Regions from separate parts of the Mus musculus genome. Here region 2 is linked to region 1. A link is a contact called in public HiChIP or PLAC-seq data. All regions are on one chromosome and are shown on one strand. Each heading gives the region's core, a stretch centred on a gene start, on an enhancer-like site or on the middle of the called end of the contact. The rest is flanking DNA. Distances are from core to core; before and after follow the strand shown. Region 1 holds the start of Dgcr2 (DiGeorge syndrome critical region gene 2). Region 2 has its middle 14 kb from the start of Gm41427.

Region 1 (2,700 bases), core at 29-2,528:
TGGTAGTGGTGGTGGTGGGTTAAGGAGTTAACTCTGTGCTTTCATTGTACCGCTCAGCCAGACTTCTCACTTCCTGTCCTGCTCTTTTCTCTTCCAAACCTTTCCTGGACTCTTAACGGCGGCTCTGCAGGTGGACAGTTGGCAGGAAGACTGCACTTGGCTGAGTTCCCTCCAAAGGACCTGCCCAACTCAGAGCTCTGGCTGAGCTCCCAGGGCAGATTTGCAGTGGGGGTGGGTATGGGGGCAGAAGGCTAGGCCTGGATCTTGTACTCAGTGCTGGGAATGTGCCATAAAACTATCTGAGTGCCCAGAGCAGCACTGGACAGGTACCCTTGCTTCTGCCAGCAAGGAACCCCCCATCTGTTGTGACAAGTCCTATGTCCAACATCTTGGGCCAAGACCTGGTAAAGTTGGAATGTCTGACGACTTGACCTTGACTTTACCTACCTATAACAAGTTAGCATCTTTCACTCATGGCTCCATGTATCTATCGTAGGTTGAAATCCTGGGACTTTGGTGGAGGGGCAATAAGAGTGAGTCAGATATGCTGGAGGTGACTGGCCTTCCCCACTTTTCACTTCCTTCCCCTGAACAGATTGGTTTTTCATTTGCTGTCTCTCCTTCCACGTTCATGCTGTTCATGAAGGCAGGTGTGAGTTTAGCATGTGGAGCCTTGTTCCCAGGCTTTAGCCCTGTCTCTGCCTGGGCTTTTTTTCTCCATTGTATAGGCAGCTCCTTCCCCAGATCTGGTCCAGAGACTCTGGGCTTCTCTGTTAGATTCTGACATCCATTAAGCCATTTCCTCCTCTGTTGATATTCTTTGTGCCATTCCCTGATCCACAGAGACTGCTGGTCCTTTATTTTCACTAGAGCTCTTCACTTTCTTCACAGCCGTTCGGCGTTTAGAAGACCACTTTAGGGAATATGTTGGCACTGGGACAGACCTGGGCCTCCAGGAGTAAAGATCGTTCAGGTCCAGCTATACCTCCTCAATTCACTAATCCCGGATTCCCCACTCCTACCCACCCCAGACCCTGGCGCCAGCACTGTCAGTCCTTGTGACCCTACCAGCACTAGGGACCCCTTTTGGTACCTCGCTGCCAAGGCTGCGTCCCACCTCTCGGTTCAGCCAATGGCACGCCTCATTTCCTGCTAGCCCCGCCCTTGGCCCCGCCCACTCGCTCATTCCCTAGGCCTCTCGTGCTCATGCCCCGCCCCGCGTCTGGAGCTCGGGTCCTACCTCCCTCCGCCACCCCACCCCCCGCCCAGCTCGGCGTTCATTGGTTAGTGCGGGCCGGAGGCGGGGTGGCGCGGGCCGGAGCAGGACGGCCGCCATCTTGCGCGAGCCGGAATCTCATCCCGCTCCTGCGGCCTAGAGTGCGCGCGAGTCGGTGGCGTTCTCTTGCCGCGGCCCAGCTGGATCCCTCGCCTGCCGCCCCTCAGCCCCAGGTCGGAGTCCGGCCTTCACCCACTCCTCTCGGCCAGGTCCGGCCTCCCCGCGGGGTCACGCGGCTGCCCCGGGGACGATGAACGGAGGATAAATGGTGCCCAAGGCAGACAGCGGTGCCTTCCTGCTGCTCTTCCTGCTGGTTCTCACTGTCACCGAGCCGCTGCGGCCAGGTGCGCGGTGCTGAGGGTGGGGGCGCGGTCGGGGGTGGGGCTGCGGACGTCCGTTCCCCCGCGGCTGCTGGGGGCTACTGCTCCTCGGCCCGGCACAGGCGAGGCCTGGCCGCGGGCCTCTGGGCGTCCCCTGCCCTGGCACAAATTGGAGTGTACCAGGGTTCGGAGCCTCGAGGATGTTGCCTTTAGACCCAGGTCCACCGAGCGCCGCGTGCTCTGGGACCCACTGGCCAGGAGCTGCGTCTCGGGCGCACCCTTCTGCTTGGCTGAGTGGAAGTCTTGGAAGCAGCTTGTGGAGGCACCTGGTGCCCCAAGTGTCCGCCCAATTGTGGCCTAGTGCCAGCGTTTCAGCCCTGGACAGCGATGTCTGGTTGCTCATTGCCACTTAGTGAAACGCTTTATCACAGAAGTCCAGCCCTGCCCAAAGGAGGTACTGGGAGTAAACTGAGTACCAGGTGCAGGGGAGAGTCCTTTCAGCGGTGCCTGGCACTTAGTGCTTTGTGTGGTGTGATTAACTACTTTTGATACTCCCTTGGAGTTTTGTGTGGTGGGGAACCTCAGGTCCCTTTTCTGCTTATTTCAGATACTTCTGAACTGTGCCCCCCCCCCTGCAAAAAAAAACCTTCACTGCACCCTACTTCCGCAACAAAGCCAGGTCAATTTATCCATCAGGCACAGGAATACCAGTACAGCCTCACTGTCCCTTTAGGGATCCCAGCAGGGATGTCTTGTCTGTGAACTTTCAGAGACTCCTCTGTACTAGGGCGGTGGTAAGTAGAGCTCTTAATGCTTTTAGCAGAGGAAGGTTCCCATGAAGGAATGCCCCAGGCAAGTCTTCTATGGGTGACATCATGACTGGGTGTCAGAACAGGTGGGTGCACCCTCAGCAGTGTCCTATCTCAGCTCCCATCCTGCAACATATTTCAATGCTTGGCTTTGTGCTTTTGTCCCATGTGGAAATGTCTGCCAGAGCCTCAGTGACCAAGCCCAAGACAACACTCAACTGAACAGAGCGTTTCCCTGGGCTCCAGGAAGGGAAAAGCCAGCTGCTCTGCATAGTGAACTGACTGGTTGTAAAGT
Region 2 (2,700 bases), core at 37-2,536, 58 kb before region 1:
TTTTAAAACTAGTTCCAGTCGTATAAATGTGCTTACTGCCATACCTTGGCCTCACTGCTTCCAATATAACAGAAGCAAGAGTGGATTCACTAGGTAAGTCGGCCTTCTTTAAGGTGAGAGTCTTCCTGTGTTCAAAAAGGAAATAGTATTGTAGAACCTAAGCAAAAGGTGAAAAGAAACATGGTCCACCTGAAGATCAATCAGTGCCATGGGCAGAGGCACTGTCCCCTTGATGACAGTATCCCAAAGCACCTCCCGATGTGGTGCTGTTCCCACCCCTCTCCAACTCCATTCTTCTAGCACAGCAGTTCTCAAACGACCCAGTGCCCTCACCCTTTAATATGGCTCCCAACCATAAAATTATTTTTATTGCTGCCTCATAACTGTAATTTTGCTACTGTTATGAATCGTAACATAAATACCTGTGTTTTATGATGGTTTTATGTGACCTCTGTGAAAGGGTCATGACCCACAGGTTAAGAACCACAGTTCTAGCATTTTCCGGGAGCATAAGCTTGTCTGCATTGTCACTAAGGGCACACTCCCCCTGATGCAACAAACTGTCCTCAAGTTCCCTTCTGCAACTGTTTCTAAACCCCTTTATCTATGTACAGAGGGCACTCTGTGTCCCATGCTCTGCAACACTTCCCACGATTTCTGAAGGATTTCTGCCGCCATCACAGCCTTGACACTGTCTAAAGACAGTGTCTCTATTGTCCTCTGCACTCTCCAGGACTGTTAGGCACACTGCTTAGGGCAGCCAAGACTAGCAAGGGAACAAAACCCCCACCCAGAAAGGACCTACAGCCCTGAACATGTGAGCGTTTAAGCTGGCCTCACCCTGTTCCTTACCAGCCTAGTGCTTTAAGCTCTGGCGCTCCAACTCCCCTTTCCCTCTCCTGAGGTTCACCTGCTTGTCTTCTGTCCATTTTTACTTAAAACTTTTTTCCATTACATTTTAATAAGCCTTGGAAACAGCATTAGAGGGAAGCCTATGCCACTTGAATCTTTATTGTAATCACTTTCAGACATAACCGTCTTGAGGATTTACTTGGTGGCTATTTACATTTTCTGTGTCTACACACACACACACACACACACACACACTCTCTCTCTCTCTCATTGAACTGCACAAGGACCAGGAAGAGTCTGTTAGATTCTAATGGGATCTATGTCACTATCCAAGCTTATGGACATCAAACAACTCTCCAGGCATAGCCTAGCCACAGAAGACATGGGGGAGGGGACAGACAACAGCATGGGGCTGCAGCCAGTGGGAACGCTTGCCTCCTGGTTTCTTTGTTACTGCTGGGCTAATCATTGTGTCTGCTCTGACTGGTTGTCTGTAGCTACCTCCCAGTGGGCACACTCCTATTGAAAGTATACAGGCAGGAACATGCTGCCTGCAGGCCCAGAGTGGAGCCTCATTACACAGACTTCTGAGAGAAGTGTGTCACTGGGTAATCTTAGCTTGGGATCTATGCTGACTCAGATAGCAGGCAACAGCAGATGGAAATCTACTTCTGCCCTCAAATCCACTTGAATGAGTGTAAAGGCTCTGCGGTTTTCAGGACCTGCTACAATGCCAGACAGTATGTCTGCTCCCATGAATGATCTGTGTGCTGGGAGACTTCAGGCCTGTCCCTCCAAGTTAGCCTTTCTGATAGTCCAGCTGCTGTGACAGTTCCTTCTCTCTGCCCTCAAGGCACACCTGTCCTGAGGGTGGCACTTCTGCATCTTATGCTGCCACTGGGCACACAGGACACCTGAAAGGGGGTGGGGTAGAATTCCTTTGATTCCAGACACCCTCAAGATTTGAAGGTGAAAATTCATGGCTGAGATGGACATCGGCAGTGAGACCCCCTTGGAGCTTTTCTCTGTCAACTCACTGTTGAGGAATACTTGACAAAAATTATAGGTCCCCAAAGTCACTACTCCTGGTACCAAGTGCAAAGTGAACATCACTGGTCATCTTACCTGCTGTCGTGGTACACCTACACGCTGTGTACTGATGACTCTTTGTAATTGGTGAGTATTGGTAGGTGAGTCACTGTGATTGGTGAATATTGGTAGGTGAATTGATGTGATTGGTGTCAAGAGTAGGTGAGTCACTTTGATTGGTTAGTGTTGAGGTTTGGTCTTGCTGTCTATTGTAACACTAAGTGCAGGCCCCTAAGACCTGGAGTCTGTATGTAGACCTGTGACCCTGCCCCCAAGTTATTTCTGATTGGTAAATAAAGATGTTGACAGCCAATAGCTGGGCAGAAGAGACATTGGTGGGTTTAGGGCTTGGAGGTCAGAGGAGAACCAGGAGGAAGGAGAAAAAGGTGAAGGAAGAGAAGGAAGATGTCGTGAAGTAGGAGTCAAGAAAGCATGGCCCTAAGGGCTGGCCAGTTGGAGTTAAGAGCAGCCCAGATGAAACATAGTGTGGTGATTTGAATGTGGTTGGCCCAGGGAGTGGCACTATTGGAAGGTGTGGACTTGTTGGAGAAAGTGTGTCACTGTGAGGATGGGCAATGAGACTCCTAACCATGTGGGAGCTAGACTTCTAGCAACCTTCAGATGAAGATGTAGAACTCAGATCCTCCTGCACCAATATTTACTTGATTGCTGCCATGCTCCCACCTTGGTGATTCTGGACTGAACCTCTGTACCTGTAAGCCAGCCCCAATTAAATGTTGTCCTTATAAGAGTTGCCTT

The links. HiChIP or PLAC-seq counts read pairs in DNA pulled down with a chosen protein or histone mark.
Region 2: an H3K4me3 HiChIP or PLAC-seq map of the SCID.adh cell line shows a contact between it and region 1, with 9 read pairs. The contact joins the enhancer-like site here to the promoter of Dgcr2 in region 1. A contact is called at or near these places in 4 of 39 promoter capture datasets (erythroid cells, liver, macrophages and 1 more), 8 of 484 Hi-C or Micro-C datasets (CD8 T cells, effector CD8 T cells, germinal center B cells and 5 more), 5 of 115 datasets of contacts at active chromatin or transcription factors (the HPC-7 cell line, the SCID.adh cell line, embryonic stem cells and 1 more) and 3 of 9 other capture datasets (adipose tissue, liver and pancreatic islet).

What each region holds. Positions count from the first base shown.
Region 1 is chr16:17,890,306-17,893,005 of GRCm38.p6, reverse strand. Dgcr2 (DiGeorge syndrome critical region gene 2) reads left to right here and starts at 1,278. Exons shown (of 10, transcript NM_010048.3): 1 at 1,278-1,620. The coding sequence starts at 1,542.
Region 2 is chr16:17,948,312-17,951,011 of GRCm38.p6, reverse strand. No RefSeq gene overlaps it. Among named protein-coding and RNA genes, the nearest start is that of Gm41427, 14 kb to the right of the region's middle. Within about 2 kb of position 1,286, at least 72 of the 459 cell types and tissues checked have an H3K27ac peak or open chromatin away from gene starts, as enhancers often do. A contact at or near this core is called in the HPC-7 cell line, the SCID.adh cell line, neural stem cells and 1 more, where this site is marked.